Linked DNA regions of Mus musculus: regions 1 and 3 are each linked to region 2. The links are chromatin contacts, called in public HiChIP or PLAC-seq maps. All regions are on one chromosome and are shown on one strand. The core of a region is the stretch at or near the end of the contact, and the rest is flanking DNA. Distances in the headings are between cores, read along the strand shown. Region 1 has its middle 29 kb from the start of Slc2a9. Region 2 holds the start of Wdr1 (WD repeat domain 1). Region 3 has its middle 37 kb from the start of Wdr1.

Region 1 (2,700 bases), core at 41-2,540, 52 kb after region 2:
ACTATCTATTGGCGACAAACACCACTACAAAAGTTTAAGAGCTAAAACCATAGAGCTCGTTCCCTTATGATTCCCATGGGCTAGAGTGAGCAGAGCTCAGCCCTGATCTCTTCCAAACTGAGGTCTCCTGCAGCATATCACTCTTCAGTGTCTGGCAAGCAGCTACTCTGAGGGCTTCCATTTCTGGCTGTCTCTGGAATGGAAAAGCCCCTTCAGTTTCTTGTAGGCAGCTACCCTGATGGCCACAGTTTCCTGCAGGCAGCTGGCTCAAGGGCTATAGTTTCTTATAGGCAACTAGTCTGAGGGCCACAATTTTTTTTGCTGGACACTGACGGGAAACAACCTCTCAGTTTTCTGACACATGACTGCTACTCGAGGGGGCTCACCACCCAGTGGCTGGCTTGCTTTACAGCCTAAGAGGGAGAGTCTGCAGCAAGATGGATGCCAGGTTTATGTAGCCTGAGCACCTGGGTGCCTCCCTCACACATATTCTGTGTATCCAAAATCAGGCCAGAGCTTCTGCCCACACTCCAGAGGAAAGCATCCTACCAGCATGCACTCCAGGAACCTGTCCTAACTACCTGTTATATTTCTGCTCATTCAGTTCGTTCTTGTGCTGTGTATGTGTGTATTTTATAATTGGTTTTTAGCCCAGAATAGTTTTCACATTTTTCAATATTTGAGACTCTGAAATCCGTTTCGAAAAGCAATTGATTTGGATCTGAGCGTGCCCAGGCCTAGGCGAGCAACAAAGCACCTCCCTATTGTGGGCAGCCTAGTGAGGCTGGGGTAAAACCTGCCATTAACACAGGTGCCCGGGAGCTGATTCTGTTCAGAAACATCAGGACTTGCCATGAGATTGGAAGCTGCAGGGAGTTCTACAGGGTGCACTCAGAATGTGTGAATTGCTTAGAAGTGACTCTCACGCCTAATTCTGATTTAAAAAAATGGTAAGAAGGTATTTTAAACTATCACCAACTTGCAGAATATTGACATTGTACAGTGTTTGCCATGTGCTCAGACCAAAGGCTGAACACATCCCTTCCCCCAACCCCAGTGTGTGTGTGTGTGTGTGTGTGTGTGTCTTAAAACAAAATACTGGAGGCTGGATAATTTGTAAAGAAAAGAAGTTCATTTACCGTACAGTTTGGAAGACTGAAAACTCAAGATCAGGCAGTCTCCTGTCTGTGCCAAGGAAGCCACACTGCGTCCTAACAGGGTGAATGAGCTCATATGGCGGAAGTGCCTGTCAGCAGAGAGATAGGAGGGGACAAGCAGCTGTCATCTAACAGCTTGTTCCAGGGAGAGCTAACCCAGCCTCTGAGAAAGACTGATATCAGTCCTTCAGAAGGGCTCCATCTCTGTGATAGCCTTGACAGTCAAGTTGTGGACTGATAAGTGTATGAGATTAGCAAAGTGCTCCTGGGTGTGTCTGTGAAGATAACTGTGGAAAGGAGACCTCGCCCCATATTTGGGTGGCTCTGTCCTATGACCTTGGGTCATGGATGAAATAAAAGGGGGAAATGAAGAGACTTAGGCCCATCAGCCATGATTCTCTCTTTACTTTTCAAAGGCCCAGAAACAAGGAACCTACCTACTATGGAGTGAACCCCCTGAAACCATGAGACAGAATAAACTCATTGCCAAGAAGTTGTTGGTACTGGGAAAAGTGTGACTGACAAACTTTTCACACTGCAGCCTGAGTTCACCCAGAGCTCCCAACATGGATGACCCACAACCCAACCACCCCACCAACCTGCCCAGCAAGAAGGAAAGCCACCAGCAAACAGCAAACACTTTTGGGCATGGGTTGTGTGTTGTGGGATATTTGATCACACTGTGAACCCCAAGATTGTGCTGTTTACTGGAACAACCTGTTTCCAGTTGTGGTGTGACTCAGCCCTAGCACACACCTTTAAACCAAGACCTTTCTGCTTATTGTAAACAGGATTAAGGAAAGTCAACCACAGGTCAAGAGGCAGAGCAAGCAACCAGTTGACAGGGAGCGAACGTAGGAAAAAAACCATAGAGAGTAAGAGGAAGTCAGGAGGACAGATAGAGAAACAAACGGGAAGTAAAAAGGAGGGGCATTCAGTTTGACAGAGTTTTGAGACAGCATGGAGAAAGAGGACTTCCTTTTCCTTTTGAGATGTCAGCTGTGGATGGAAATCTGCTCGGGCTTTCTCTGCTTTTCGGAGCTAGCAGGCTTTCACCCCAGCACCTGGCTCCCAAATCTTCATTGGTAAAAATGAACGACTGAGATTTTATTTAAAAACAACAGTTGTGACATCTCTAAACTTTGATCCACCCTGGAAATTTTGGGCCTATGGCTTCTCTGGGTGCTGATGGAATTCAGTATCACCATGGAGACAGCTCTGGGTGTATCTATGAGGGTTTTTTCAGAAAGGACTGGAGAAGACCCACCCCTAATGCTGGTGGAACTCATCATTCCAGGGTTGGACTGAGTAAGGAAGAGAGCACGCTCTGCACCGTCAGGTATTCATCCCTCTGCCTCCTGACTGTGGATGCCACGTGGCAAGCTTCTTCAAACTCTGGCTGCCATACCATCCCCACCAGGATGAACTGAACCCTCAAATGGTGAGCCCAAATAAATCTTTAGGTTCCTTTGTCAAGTACTTGATCACAGCATTGAGAACAGTAAGTAATCTGGCCTCCAGGCAAACCTCTGAGGAACAGCAA
Region 2 (2,700 bases), core at 76-2,575:
TCTTCTGTCCCTTTTCTTCCGGATCCCCGCCCCCCCCCCCCAAACCAACTCCAAATGTTCATGGCTGGCCTCTACTCTGTCTTTCTGTCTCTACTATCCCCTCAACTCTCCTCCCCATGTCCTAAATAAGCTATTTCCATATTATACTGTTCTGTGGCTGGTACCTCAGGGGGAGGGGATGCCTCAGTTCAGGATGGGCCCTCAGAGGCACCCCTTTCCCCCACAACATACTGCACCTCCACCAAACATATCCCTGGCTTCTTTTTCTTTTCTTTTCTTTTTTTATATAAAACATAACAGGTGGGATCCCTAGACAAGCAATCCTGGCAAACAAAAGGTCACAGAGGGCAGGGGGTAACATTCATAGAACCTTAAAAATACTAGTCTATCAGCACAAGAGACTAGGTACTAAGGAAAACAGACTTTTCAAAAAATACTGAGGTTCCCACACAGGACCTACCGAGTACACTTAAACTCTTCTCTACGAAACCTGGGCACTCCTATAGGCTATAAATTCATTTAACTGCTAACTAGATGGCAGTTAAGATTAAGATAAGCTAGAGGAGAATCAGGTGGGTGTCCAGGTGAACCAGGAGAGTGGGGTGGGACTGGTCCGCAGGGTAATTAACAAACCTGGCTCCAAAGCAGAAATGGACTTTTTCATTTGCTGCAAATTCCTAAGAGCTCTCCTTTGAAAGCCCACTTTCCGGGTTTCCAACTAGGGCTTCAGAACTTTTCAATCAAGTAACCAGAGGACTTCATCTTGCCCTAATCAAAACCTGCGAGACTCAGAAAATTCCAGGTTTTGCTTTCTTTCCCTCTCCATGAAAAGAATTCCACCCTCACGCCCTCCCCAGAGCGTGTTAGGAAACAACCCCTGCCATCCTTAAGAATTACAGTTCTTTATTCTTGGCTTCTTTGCTACTAGGAAGTTTCATGCAGGAGGGAGAGGGAGTGAGACGGGGAAGTTCCTAAACATACCCAGTGAAAGGCAAACAAACAAAACCCCATACGCCCAGTGGCTTCAAGTCTTTTGCAAGCCGGGGCGCCAAGCTGGCGTTGGAAAGCTCGAGAAAGATCTGCTCCACAAGAAGGCTCCCGGTGCAAAGGCAGACAGCCCAAGAAAAAAAACCCTCCCGCCCCGCACCTACAACCCTCCGCGCCGCCTTTTCACGGGTCGCGTCACGTCACTTCCGGGGCGGGCCCGCAAGCGGGGCGGGGCGGTGTCCGCGCAGGCTCGTGGGGCTGCAGCCTCCGAGCCGAGCGCTTGACTATATATGGTCAAAGCTGGGGGCGAGCCGCGCCGGGGCCGCGCTTCCGGGTTGGGTTGTCCGCAGCGGTAGCGCGCGGGGCAGGCGCGTACGGGTCTCGGAGCCGGGTCTCGGACCGCCCCCTCCGCGCCCGGCACGCCCGGCGCCGCCTTCCGCGCTGTCCCTGGGCTCGGCCACTGCGAGGTTCCACTCGAGCGCAGCGCCGTAACAAGTGGGCGAGGATGCCGTACGAGATCAGTGAGTGCGTGGGCCTCCGCGCGCGGCCGCCGGCTTCTGGGGTCGGGTGCAGGCGGGAGGGCGCGGCCGGGGTCTTGCACGGCCGCGGGGGTGCGGGCCGGGGACCCCGGAGTGGGCGTTGTGGACTGGGCCGGCCGAGCTGCGGGAGGGACCCCGGGGCCTGACCGCCGCCGCCCGGGAAGTCCGCCGGTCGTGCCCGCAGGCGGCAACAGGTGACCGGCTCGGGACCCCCAGCGCTGACTGACTGCAACTCCCTGGGTCCCGCGAGGCCGGGATTGCCCCTCATGCACCGTGCCGGGTTTGTATCTCCCCAGAGAAGGTGTTCGCCAGCCTCCCCCAGGTGGAGCGGGGCGTCTCTAAGATCCTCGGTGGAGACCCCAAGGGCGATCATTTCCTCTACACCAATGGCAAGTGCGTCATCCTAAGAAACATCGATGTGAGTACTCTTGTGCCCGGCGGGGCCTGCTTCCGTCCCTACCCTGCGAGCTACCTTCAGAGTCGGGAAATTCTTGCCCTTCCGCCCCCTCACCTCCCAGTCAGTTGGCCTGGGGAGAGGGGAGCCACGCCCCTTCTGCCCAGGAGCCACACCTTGGAGGCTCAGTGGACTGGACTGGACTGGTGGTGGTGTCATCCACCTCTACCCCCACAGCCCCGTAGACTGGCAAACTAAGACTTGGGTCTCTTCAGTCCTTAGAGCCAAGGGCTTTGAGTCTGCTGCTGCTTGATCATGGGGTGGCTGTTGATTGGCCCTTCCTGAGCCCAGTTTCCGCATTGGGGAAATGGAGATAGGGAAATGATCCTCCACTTCCCCTGGCTGCCTTGGCTGGCTGAATGAGCTGGTCAGCTGTCCTAATGCTGTCTGTACCTGGCATAAATGGAGCACTTGGTAAATGGCCCTTGTGCTTAATCATCCTAATACCCTGGGCTTCCTGGTATGCTAGAGCCCAGGCCTACACACCCTGTCCTCTGAATGCCAACTGTTACAGACTTGAGTCTCTGAGAGGAAACAGGAACTAGTGAATTCCTCTGGATGGTTCTCTGAAAATGACCTGCTGTCCCCAGAGCAGCAGCTTTTTGGGAGGCCCTTGCAAATTCATGTTTTTTTCCTCTGGTTGTTGAAATGAGTCAGTCTGCTGGGCCTCCTCTCCATTTCCAGGATGTGGCTCAAATCTTGTCTCTCCCGTGCTCAGGC
Region 3 (2,700 bases), core at 88-2,587, 37 kb before region 2:
AACCACTATTGCACCAGCATGTCACACTCAGGCCAGGTTGCCATCGTAGATCTAAGGGGGGTTTAGCTGAGTTTGTGTTTACCTTTCTTCTCTGACAACCAACATATTTGAAGATTGTCTCCAATCTCCAGTGGAGCACACACACACACATACACACACACACACACATACACACACACACACACACACACACACACACACACACACACCACTTAGCCAGACTTAATGGGTTAAAAATATTCATGGCTTTGTTTTATTACAATAAGAACATCATGAAGCATTGGACCATGGGCTTTGTAGCAACATAAACATAAACCTGGTGGTTCATGTTTTGCTTAATAAACTGCACAGTGTTCTCTTTAAGGTAAGATATGGATGCTTGGTTTTTGTTCTTTTTAAAATTTATTTACTAAATTTCTGTGAATACACTGTCACTGTTTTCAGACACACCAGAAGAGGGCATCAGATCCCCTAAAAGATGGTTGTGAGCTACCATGTGGTTGCTGGGAATTGAACTCAGGACCTCTGGAAGATCAGTCAGTGCTCTTAACCACTGAGCCATCTCTCCAGCCCTGGGTATGTTTATAATATGTTATTGTAGTAGATAAAGAAATAGATCACCATCCCCCATACTCCAACAAGGAGTGTTTTGCTCTCTCCCCATCCATAAAAATGTATTCAGACAGGAATGGTCTTGGCTTCAGAGTGCCAACTCCCCTAAATGAAACCTTTCAAGAACAGCTCACACCCACTTCCTGGAGTTATCAAGTCATAGTTTTAGGCCAACTTGAGGCCACGTATACTCCAGAGTTCCCTATGGGGACAACTGAAGGAAGTAGAACCCCTTCCCCATAGTGGATGTCAGGTTCTTTGGCTCTGCCCTTTTATCTCCTAGCTATATAAGCATGAGGCATAAGAACAATCCTGAGTTTCTTGCATACGACATTGTCAGATTCCACCTCCTGGAGAATCTCCAACCATGATAAGGTCTGGGAAATACTTCATCCTTTAAAGAACTGATAGTAGTTCCAGATACAGCAAGTCCTCTAGAGAACTGGAAATTGTCAGCTGTCTCAGTTTCCACCTAAGTAAGGTCTATGAGGGTTCAATTTGACTGGTGATGCTTGAGTAAACCCAGAACTATCCCAAAACTTTTTTTTTTTACCTAAATTTACATGTCTATTGTTGGGAGCCGCCCCCACATTCGCCGTCACAAGATGGCGCTGACATCCTGTGTTTTAAGTGGTAAACAAATAATCTGTGCATGTGTCAAGGGTATTTCTCTACCCCATGTACTCTGCCTTCCCCGTGGCAACAACTCGGCCATGGGCTGCAGCCAATCAGGGAGTGATACGTCCTAGGTGAAGGATAATTTTTCTTAAAGGGGACGGGGTTTCCGCCATTCTCTCTCTTGCTTGCGCTCTTGCGCTTTTGCTCTCTGGCTCTGGCTCTTGCTCGCTTGCTCCTAAAGATGTAAACAATAGAGCTCTTACTCTGCGCTCTGGCGCGCTGGCGCGCTGGCGCTCTGGCTCCTAAAGATGTAAGCGGGGGGCCTTTTGTTTTTGGGGCTTGGGGCTTGCGCTCCTGCTCCTGAAGATGTAAGCAATAAAGTTTTGCTGCAAAAGATTCTGGTTTGTTGTGTTCTTCCTGGCCGGTCGTGAGAACGCGTTTAAGAGTCTATAATGTGCTATCATTATGCTTTAAAGTAAGTAACTTTGGTGAACCACAAAAAAAATCTAGGAACACTGGAACAAAGAGCTTTCCCCACTGGCAACCTAACTTGCATAATCATTCCATATTAGTTTATTGTGATTCATTATAACTTGAAACATTGCCTGAAAGCTTTACTTGACAGGGATAGCAAGCTTGCAGATTGAAAATGCATCGGAGTCTCCCTGGAAGGAATTTGTTCTTCCAATTGTGAGAATGCTGCCAGCAGTAGGAGAGTACCTGAAGCGACTTGTGTTCTCATGCTAATTATGTTACCTTAAAACCTTCTTGCAATGTCCTGCATGTAAAACTAAAGGAAGCCTGTCCCCAGTTGGCTTTTGACTGGCAGCCAATGGCTGGGCAGGATGACAAGGGAATAGGAGACAGGTCACACCGGAAAGGTGTAGGAGGATGAGACAGTCCGACACCTAGGTGCAGGGAGGAAGCAGCCCCAGGAGGGCTGCCTAGTAGGGTCCAGGGCAGCAAAGATAAAATACAGATTTAGTAAGTATTCACTCAGGAATATCAGAGGGGAGTGTGTGTGAGCCTAACGTGGAGTTAGGGAGTGGCCCAACCATTAAGCTGTTTAAGGTATTTAAAATATAAGTCTGGGCCAGGCGGTGGTGGCGCACACCTTTAATCCCAGCACTTGGGAGGCAGAGGCAGGCAGATTTCTGAGTTCAAGGCCAGCCTGGTCTACAAAGTGAGTTCCAGGACAGCCAGGGCTATACAGAGAAACCCTGTCTCGAAAAACAAACAAATATATATATATGTCTGTATATGTGTGTCTTTCTTTCAGGAATCCAGAACATTGGGGTAATAGCGAGAAGCCTGTGTGCACACACCAGGAATTACAAAGCAGTTTAATTGAATATTGTAACAGTATTTAATACCACACCTCTCCTGGCTCAAGTCTTCCTAGGAGCATCCCATGCTCAGTGACAGAAAGGGACACTATCATCTTTGCTTTTAAAAAGGACTAAATACATA

The links. HiChIP or PLAC-seq counts read pairs in DNA pulled down with a chosen protein or histone mark.
Region 1: a contact with region 2 is called in an H3K4me3 HiChIP or PLAC-seq map of bone marrow-derived macrophages, with 2.0 times the contacts expected there. The contact joins the enhancer-like site here to the promoter of Wdr1 in region 2. A contact is called at or near these places in 6 of 39 promoter capture datasets (the C10 cell line, the HPC-7 cell line, the SN4741 cell line and 3 more), 1 of 484 Hi-C or Micro-C datasets (macrophages), 6 of 115 datasets of contacts at active chromatin or transcription factors (the SCID.adh cell line, bone marrow-derived macrophages, double positive thymocytes and 1 more) and 3 of 9 other capture datasets (adipose tissue, liver and pancreatic islet).
Region 3: a contact with region 2 is called in an H3K27ac HiChIP or PLAC-seq map of embryonic stem cells, with 8 read pairs. The contact joins the enhancer-like site here to the promoter of Wdr1 in region 2. A contact is called at or near these places in 2 of 39 promoter capture datasets (both in the 3T3-L1 cell line), 4 of 484 Hi-C or Micro-C datasets (the STO cell line, bone marrow-derived macrophages, cranial neural crest and 1 more), 9 of 115 datasets of contacts at active chromatin or transcription factors (bone marrow-derived macrophages, double positive thymocytes, embryonic stem cells and 3 more) and 1 of 9 other capture datasets (liver).

The regions. Positions count from the first base shown.
Region 1 is chr5:38,508,376-38,511,075 of GRCm38.p6, reverse strand. It overlaps the pseudogene Gm15796. Among named protein-coding and RNA genes, the nearest start is that of Slc2a9, 29 kb to the right of the region's middle. RefSeq lists an enhancer at 1,177-1,808. Within about 2 kb of position 1,290, at least 27 of the 459 cell types and tissues checked have an H3K27ac peak or open chromatin away from gene starts, as enhancers often do. A contact at or near this core is called in bone marrow-derived macrophages, where this site is marked.
Region 2 is chr5:38,560,324-38,563,023 of GRCm38.p6, reverse strand. Wdr1 (WD repeat domain 1) reads left to right here and starts at 1,325. Exons shown (of 15, transcript NM_011715.3): 1 at 1,325-1,508; 2 at 1,823-1,944. The coding sequence starts at 1,493.
Region 3 is chr5:38,597,353-38,600,052 of GRCm38.p6, reverse strand. No RefSeq gene overlaps it. Among named protein-coding and RNA genes, the nearest start is that of Wdr1, 37 kb to the right of the region's middle. Within about 2 kb of position 1,337, at least 33 of the 459 cell types and tissues checked have an H3K27ac peak or open chromatin away from gene starts, as enhancers often do. A contact at or near this core is called in embryonic stem cells and memory CD8 T cells, where this site is marked.